Regions from separate parts of the Mus musculus genome. Here region 2 is linked to region 1. A link is a contact called in public HiChIP or PLAC-seq data. All regions are on one chromosome and are shown on one strand. Each heading gives the region's core, a stretch centred on a gene start, on an enhancer-like site or on the middle of the called end of the contact. The rest is flanking DNA. Distances are from core to core; before and after follow the strand shown. Region 1 holds the start of Sema3g (sema domain, immunoglobulin domain (Ig), short basic domain, secreted, (semaphorin) 3G). Region 2 overlaps Gm35907 (a long non-coding RNA gene).

Region 1 (4,329 bases), core at 584-3,083:
TGCTAAGTAACCAGGGAAGAAAGCCCCACTGACAGCAATTACATCAAAGAGCCTGGACAAGAGCTGGGAGAGCCAGGAAGAAGGTGGAAGAGTGTGAACACGCAAAAGACTGGAGCCAATGGGGAGAGGGGAGGCCAGGGGAACATTCCTCAGCGGGGGGCACACCAAGACACAGGGCAGACCAGGCATGGCCTGACAGAACTCCAGCCTCAGAGCTGTGGACAAATGACATTCTCCCTTGTACACACTGCCCTATCAGCTGACCCCAAAGATGGAAGGATCAGAGCCCCAAGAGTTTTGATATAGTTCCTTGCTTCTGCTTGGGGAGGTGGAAGCAAGGCCCCAGCAAAGGACTGGCAGAGTTGTCCAGAAGGGGCTGCCTGCCCCACTTGGGAAGGCCCAGAGTAACCTTTGTCCAGAACTCCTCAGGCACCACACTCCATCCTCAAACTCACTGGTGGCCTCTTCAGGATACCCTGCTTGATTAATATAGACTCTGAGACTTCCCTCTCAGAGTAGCCTGATTGTCCCTCAAAGCCACAGCTCCCCGAACAAAGAGCCCTTTACCCACATGGTCTCCACAGCAAGCTTGTGCCATCCCCCTTCTGACTGCTGTTCCCCAGAGAAGATGATTCCTCTCCCCCAGGAAAAATCTGCGGGGCTTCTGAGATGGCTCAGTGGGTAAAGGTACTTGCCAAACCTGACAACCTGAGTTTGACCCCCAGAGCCTCACATGGTAGAGAGAACCAGTTCCTGCAAGTTGTCTTCTGACCTATACACATGTACAGCATGCACTGTGGCACATGTGCACCTAGACAAAACACTCTCACATCCCTCACTCAGATACATAGATACATAGATAGATAGATAGATAGATAGATAGATACATACATACATACATACATACATACATACATACATAGACACACAGATACATAGCTGCCATACATTTTTGTTGAAGAAGAATCTATAATTAAATCCTAGTTTTATTTGTCTCAGACCATCAAAAAAGGCAGAACCACACAGCTAGGCTAGAGCGGAGAACCACTTCTACACACACACACACACACACACACACAGAGAGAGAGAGAGAGAGAGAGAGAGAGAGAGAGAGAGAGAGAGAGAGAGACAGAGACAGAGAGAGAGACAGAGAGAGAGACAGAGAGAAACAGAGACAGAGAGACAGAGACAGAGACAGAGACACCGAGAGAAGATGGCAGAGGAAAGCTGAGACTCTCCTGGACTATAGATGGAGAGAGGATGGTCAAGTGAGCGTGGATGATGATAAGTCAGGACAGGCTACAAGAGGTGGGAGAGGCTCCTCCTTTCCTTGTGGCTCAGGACCAGAAGGACAGACTTCTACCCACTCCCTTGATGTCTGCCCAGACCCTCTTTATACCCTCCCTCTGCTCTGTACCTCCGTCCCCCTTCCTTGTTTCCATCTCCCACCCTTCCTTTGTAGCAGTCTCCTCAGTTTCCCCCTTGTATTAGTCTTCCACTTTGGCCATGGCTCTCAGGATGTGTCTACCTTTCCTGCCCACAGTCATCCCTAGCATCATTCAGGGTCTGACCAGGAAACCTTACCCATGCTGCTGCTGGCTGATTAAAGGATGTCCTAGAGCCACGGACATTCACAGACATTCACAGCATGCACACAAACAGGACAGCACTGGCCAGTACCTCTGTAGGAGAGCCGCAGACGAGGCACACTGGGGCTGGGACCAGGGCTGGGGATGCCCACATGGAACAGAAGGCTCCCCAGGAGGCAGCAGATGGCCCACGCAGATGGGTCCATGCTGGGAAAAAAAAATGAGCTGCCCTCTGATCCTGCTGCTGGATGTAGTTTGCTCTGCTGCCACCAGGCCAGCCACTTATAAGGCAGTGGCTCCACCCAGTGCTGGGCGGGAAGGCGGGAGAGGAAGAGCGAAGTGCTCCAAGCCTGCCATCTACCTGCAGTTTCTCCGGCCACCTCAGCCGGCCGGCCCGCTCAATGCCCGTGCAGCTAACTGGCCTGCTCCCCCTTGGGAGACTCTGACCCAGCTGAGGTGTGGACAGTTTGAATGACAGACACTCACAAATGCAAGTGCCTAGGCTCCAACAAAGCAGCAAGGGGAAGGGATAACCTGAGAGAGAGGTCAGGAATCAGGTGGGGGTCTGGCTTTACTCCCTGCCTCTCCAGAGAGGCATCACTAGTCCTGAGCCAGCCAGGTATCCTTGACCTGACTGCCAAGCTCTCCCCTGTGCCTAAGCTGCTGTGTGGGTAGAGGATTCACTTCAACTTCATGCTGGTAGGGCTTAAGGTCCAGCCATACATCATAGGTCTGGCACTGGTAAGAAACGGAGGCAATGGTTCTCAGCCTGTGGGTCACGGCCCCTTTGAGGGTCAAATGGGCTTTTCACAGGAGTCGCCTAAGATCATCTGAAACCACGGAGATGTACATTACAATTCATAACGCTAACAAAATGGCAGTTATGAGGTAGCAATGAAAATAATTTTATGGTTGGAGAATCATCACAACATGAGGAACTGTACTAAAGGGTTGCAGCGTTAGGAAGGTTGAGAACCACTGACCTAAGGCTCCCACCCAGACCTCCCCAGGCTCCACAGCCCCTCTCTGAATCCACAGGGCTCTATCTCAGTTCAGCAGGCTTGCTCTGAGGTAAGGGGTAAGTTTTATTCCATGCTTTTATTCCATGCTTAGGAGAACTTCTATTGTCTTGCTTCCTCCAGGCCCCAGTGCTTTGGAGGCCCAGGGGCCAGAGCACAATAGGTCCGTGGTGAGTTCCTCCCAAGCCCATGGGCTCTACAGGGATCACAGTTCTGCCCTAAACTCTGGTGTGGAGTGCATTAAAAGGAGCCAAGGGGAAGATGCACCAAGGCCCTGAATCTGGGTAAGTGGGACACCCCCCCCACACACACACACACTTTCAGAGCAGTTTCTGGACCTGCTGACCCCACCTCTCACCTCACCCTGCCCTGAACTCTCCTTTCAGCTCCCAGGGTTCTAGAAACACCCATAGGGTAGGCCTCCCAGATGGAATGGCCTGAGACCTCAGAAGGGGGGAAGCAGGATGCTCCCCACCAACCTTTCAGAGAGAGTCATGGCTCAGACCACAGACGGCTGAGAACAGGTTCAGCTCCGCCCTGGAACCCTCCTCTGCTTCTGGGCCTCCTGGAGGGCTAGTGTTCTGGGACCTTACCTCCCCTCCCTATCTCTTCTCTAGAAAGAAAACAGATTATTCCTTGGCTCAGCTCAAGAAGGACCTATGGCTCGTAACTTCACCTCCCTGTGCCCCTGGACCCTAGAACACTAATATGGTGGTGGTGGTGGTGGTGGTGGTGGTGGTGGTGGTGGTGGTGGTGGTGTTCTTACTTGGAAGCAGATCAGGCGCTGCTCAGAGACACCAGTAACTGGCTCCTTCCCACCTCTGCCTCTGAGTCTGCTGAAGGATGCAAGCCTTTATTTCCTGGATCTGCCTTCTCCTGAGGCAAGGACCAGCCATCCTGTGTAGGAACTTACAAAACTGAAGAACGACGCCTGTACAGCAGAGGCCGCTACAGTAGTGGTTCTGTCCTGGGGTCTCAGTAGGGTGGAGACATTCTGCATCTACCTCCCTGGGGAAACGTGGTGGTATCTAGCCCAGGCTGAGGCCTTCTGTCTTGCTTGAGATTGAGCTGAACACCCAGTCCTTTGGCCAGCATGTGGCCCCAAGCAGAGCGTGTGAGCAGAGGACCAAACCACTCCTCCATCCACCATCGTGGGGGTCTCTACTCAGCCAGACCTTCAGCTGCGGCTGTGTCTACCCGGACAGGCTTGTGGGGCAGGCAGGCTACTTCACAGCACAGAAGGAAGCCTAGAAACCCAAACTCAAGTGTGTGGATCCTGTCAGATGTCTCACTCTTCCGCCCCCCTCCCCATCCCTCCCTTCCTCCGTTTCCCAGGCTAGAGAACAGGATCGAGGGCTTTCCTAAAAGACCCTTCCTGCCAGCTGCAGATGGCATCCGGAAAGGCACCCTGAAGGCACAGGTCAGCCAGCCTAGCACAGACACCCCATGCCACCTAATGGACAAAGGTGGAACTTCATGAGAGAGCAAAGGTGCCAGTCTATTTTCGTGCGGAAACCCTCTCCTGAGAAATCCAGCGCTTACCTGGGCACCACAATACAAAGACACAGACACAACAAAAGATGCACCAGTGGTTTCTTCTAAAGGGAAAAATCTTAAGGAGGCTTCATGGAGAAAGCACTACCTGGGCAAAGGATGACGTAATTCAGCGGTGGGGAGGACAGGATTAGGTGATGCACACAAGTGGCCTTAGCTTCAGGGAG
Region 2 (4,291 bases), core at 617-3,116, 240 kb before region 1:
TGGCTAGAGAGAGAGCTCAGTGGTTAAGAATACTGCCTGCTCATCCAGAGGATTCAGGTTCAAATCCCAGCACTCACATTCAGCTAATAGCCATCTGCAGCTCCAGTTCCAGCCTGATGCTCTCACACCAGCATATAGGCAGGCAAAACACCCATAAAAATGAAAGCAAAGCTTAAAAAATTAGAACATGGGTTTCACCTCCAAAGATTCTTATTGTTTATTAAGTGCGTAGCCTAGGATCTGTGATTTAAAATACTTCCTGAATAAGCCAGACTGCGCAATCTCAGCACCCAGGAGACAGACAGGGGGTTAGCTGCAAATTCAAGGCCAGCCTGGAGTCCATAGCGAGTTGCAGTCCAGCCAGTGCTAAACAGTGACATGGTGCTGTCCCAAAGATGATGGAGAATGAGAGAGGGAAAGTAAGCCGTACACAAGGAAGGAAGGCTTTAAGGACTAAAGCACATGTCTGTAATGCCCACACTTGGGAAGCTGAGGCAGGAGGATAAGAAATCAAAGGTTATCTCTAGCTACATGAGGAGGGGGAGGGGGAAGGGCAGGGGAGGGGGGAGGAGAAATCTGACAGTAGCCAGGGAAGGTGGCAAAGGCCTTGAGTCTGCACTTGGGAGGCTGGCACAGAAGGCTCAGGAGTTTGAGATCAGCCTCAGCAACACAGACACTTTGAGGCTAGTCTAGTCTACACAGCAAGACTCTCATCAACATGTTTTTTTTTTTGGGGGGGGGGAAGAGTGGGAGTGGATGCAAAGAATGTATTACTCTTAATTAGAAAAGAAAAATCCTGGGTGTGGCCAGAGCTCGGCAAGGAGCCTGAAAGAGGGTGCATGACATGGGGGTCACCATGGACATGCACCAGGTGTTCCAGGATCCCATTGAGCAGGTGGTCGCTTGCTTCCTCTGAAAGGTGAGTATTTTAAAGGTACCTGATAATCCAGCTAGAAGAAGAGTCATGGCTGAGCCTTCAGAAAAGGAACATGGCTATCCGGAGTCGCTGCCTCACGTGGACACAGTACGCATCCTTGAAGGAAGCGTCTGTCTTCCGGGAAAGCATAGAAAGTCCAGGTTGGACAGAGTTCATTCAAACAGGCAGAATTCCAGTCACAGCGGCTGAATTTCTCAACTGTGTTTTGGAGACTTTTGCTAGAACGTTCTTAAGACAAGGAGCCCAGAAGGGAATTAGAATATTGGAGATGCTGCTAAAGGAACAGTGTGGCTCCCCCTTAGTGGAATAAAAGAAAATCAGGACACTGCCACTGTGTCTACTCTTTCCCAAGACTCATTTCTTAGCCATAACATCATAGACACAATTACTGGTTGCTGGTTTCAAGATAGAGTCAGAGTGGCTTAGAGAAAAGGGAACTTTCCTGCTAGTCACAGACTTGACCCTCACTCCCCTTGGGGCCTGTTCAAGTCATGGGACTCACAGAGCTGGAGGTTTATGGCCTGGTCTCTTTACGATCTCATGAATAAAGGGAAAAACCTATCAAAAAGAAAAGAGAAGAAAAGAAAAATCCACAGACTGTCAGCCCAGTGTGGAACCTTAAAACAACACACTACAGATTAATCTCATGGTTAAAGATACAATCTAGTAGTGATTAAAAAGTAATACAGTAAGACCAAGCACAGTGTGTCCTGGTAATGCACATTGTGTGTGTGTGTGTGTGTGTGTGTGCGCGCGCGCGCGCGCACGCACATGTGCATGTGCATGCGTGCTCTCATGCACATGGGGACTGGTTTAATAACTAGTTCTCTGAGAAAGAAAAACAAGTAGGTTTGACATATGGCATTGGGCAACTTCTGTGGCGTAAACACTCCCATCAGGGCCAGTTTTAAACTCTCAGCATGACCTCAGCCAGTTTGACAGGTCTGGCAGTAGGGTCCCTCAAGCAGGTGGGAGCCAGCTGCAGACATTCCACTGGTCCAGCTTGTCCATAAAGATGCACAATGTTAAATTGATTGCCTCGGGGTGGGGGAACCAGGGCCACCAGTTGCACCATCATTGCACCAACAATCCCCTATGTTTGTGACCAGGTCAGGACCAGCCAGCCACGGTGGGGCCACTTTTCTGCTCACAGTCCTGACAGGACTAGATTCAGATCAGGCCTGCTGCAGACAAGTGACAACCAGGGGGTGTGACCTCTTGGTTTTTCTGCAGGAGAGGGCAGGGGAAATCACTGCTCCCCCCAGTTGGCAGATACTGACTCCAGACAAGCTTGCCCTAGAGGACTGGGAGAGCAAGGAAGGCTTCCACCTAAAGTGTGCAGCGAAGGGTGGGTCTCCTGCATGCTGGCATGCTTAGCCTGCCTTCCTGTGTCCCATGGATCACACACACAGCCTTTCTTTACCCTCCCCCTTCTCTGAGCCAGGCCCTCCTCCTTCGAGCCTCCCATATCTTTCCAGTAAGTTCCTTTTTTTTTAGCTACCCACTCATGAATCCCACCAGTCCTTATGCACGGGAGCGTAACCCCTGGGCACAGGAACCCCAACAAGTCACGTCAACGATAGATGATGACCAGATTCATTCTCTAGGCTTAGAATGGGATTCTGGGAGCATGGACTCAGCAGCTCCTTCCAGGTTTACCCAGTATCTTTATTTTTTAGGGTACTGGGGATTGAACCCAGTTCGCCTTGCATGTGCATTTGTACCAATATGGTACACCCCAGATCCATGCCTGTCAACTCTTTGGGAGGTTTCAAAATACACACAGAATTTCTGGGAACAAACTGTTGTGCAGGCTGCTGCCTGTTGCCTCGTGCTGTCGGGAAAAGAGTGTTTCCTTCCCGTGGGCTCTGTCCTCCCTGCCCCATGGTTCTCCACCTTTGAGGAGCACTGTCTCCCCACACAGGGAAAAGCACAGTGAGAAGGTGGTAGCACACTGTGTGAGCTTGTCCATCCTCCATGTACTCACCTGTATCATAATTCAGCACCTAGTAGGACCATATCTTTCTGGGGACAAGAGCAGTGAAGCATAGACGTGGATGCCAGTAGCCCCATCTTTTACCTGGAGAAGGACAATGAGCAAAACGGTCCTAAACAAATGGAGGAGTGGTTTGGAGAAAGGGAGAAGCCAGGGAAGGGCATTCTGGGAAAATAACCCAGACCGAGGGAGAGCCAGCCATATGAGGAAGAGCAAACTTGTCAGTCAGAGGAAAAGCAGAGACAGAGATCTCCCGGGGAGATGGGCACGAGGCCGGGAGACTAGGTGCCCAATGTGGCTGCAGGGAAGTAAGGTGGAGGCCAGAATATCACACAGAGCTGGTGGGCACTGAGAACTTAGTATGTTTATGATGGACAGTGAACAGGAAGTGGTCAGCAGGAAGGGTCATCAGACAGGAAGTGGTCATCAGGAAGGGCCATCAGCTCTGACGGGGTCTAGTCCATTGTGGCTATAGGAGGGAGAATGGACTATCATGGACTAAGCATGGAGGCAGGAGCCTAGCTGGCAGGTGGGAGGGAGGCTAGAGATAGTGGCAGCACAGAGCCATCTGCTATGCAAGGCTGTGCTTGATCCTCCAGCCAGAAGCTGTCACTGCAACCCAGAAACTGTTTACTCCCCCAAAACCAAACTCTATAGATTTATTCTGAAACCGTAGTAATTATAGGGCAATTTCTCTTCACACCTTCCCTGCTAACCCATGATCACCCCCCCCCCCCGCAATTACCTTCTGTAATCTGTTCAACCCACCTACTCTGACACCACGTTCAAGCCATCTGCCACCCTTTTAAATATTACCAACTCCAATATTATGAATTTTTAACACTGATGTTTTTGAGACAAGATCTCTCTGTAGTCTATGCTGGCTCTGAGTGTGCTATATAGACCAAACTGATCTGGAACGCATCATCCTGCCTCCACCAGCAGGCTGGGATTACTGGCATGTTTCACCACAGCCAGCCCTCCCGACCTGATTTTATATATTACCAGATTAAAGGGATGAGATAGACTTCTGGAACTAAATTTCACATGTAAGTTATTTGATAATTTTATATAATGTAAACACCCTGCATCCTTTACTATTTCAGGAATGTATTCACTTGCCTGTTTATCTGTCTGTCCATCCCTCCATCCCTATGATCTGGTCCATTCTTTGGTGGATAGGAGCTGGAAAGCCTGAGGCAAATGGTACAGACTTTACCCTCCCCTGGGAGGCCCCTCTGCCAGCTTCATCATGGCTGGCTCTTTATTGGGGCCACCCCGTTACTTCTCACAGCTTCCTAGAAGGCTGATGTGATCACTCCTGTTTTTAATGGATGAGTGTATTGAGAAAGGAATGG

What was found. HiChIP or PLAC-seq counts read pairs in DNA pulled down with a chosen protein or histone mark.
Region 2: a contact with region 1 is called in a CTCF HiChIP or PLAC-seq map of large pre-B cells, with 3 times the contacts expected there. The contact joins the enhancer-like site here to the promoter of Sema3g in region 1. A contact is called at or near these places in 25 of 39 promoter capture datasets (the 3T3-L1 cell line, 3T3-L1-derived adipocytes, the C10 cell line and 15 more), 2 of 15 datasets of contacts at CTCF or cohesin (large pre-B cells and pro-B cells), 85 of 484 Hi-C or Micro-C datasets (the AML12 cell line, B cells, the BV-2 cell line and 47 more), 21 of 115 datasets of contacts at active chromatin or transcription factors (the 230-238 cell line, T-cell acute lymphoblastic leukemia, bone marrow-derived dendritic cells and 12 more) and 4 of 9 other capture datasets (adipose tissue, embryonic stem cells, liver and 1 more).

Annotation. Positions count from the first base shown.
Region 1 is chr14:31,215,377-31,219,705 of GRCm38.p6, reverse strand. It overlaps Sema3g (sema domain, immunoglobulin domain (Ig), short basic domain, secreted, (semaphorin) 3G), which reads right to left and starts at 1,833. Exons shown (of 16, transcript NM_001025379.1): 1 at 1,681-1,833. The coding sequence starts at 1,795.
Region 2 is chr14:31,455,781-31,460,071 of GRCm38.p6, reverse strand. It overlaps Gm35907 (a long non-coding RNA gene), which reads right to left. Exons shown (of 4, transcript XR_383329.4): 2 at 2,925-3,017. It also overlaps the pseudogene Gm49252. Among named protein-coding and RNA genes, the nearest start is that of Sh3bp5, 22 kb to the right of the region's middle. Within about 2 kb of position 1,866, at least 10 of the 459 cell types and tissues checked have an H3K27ac peak or open chromatin away from gene starts, as enhancers often do. A contact at or near this core is called in adipose tissue and embryonic limb bud, where this site is marked.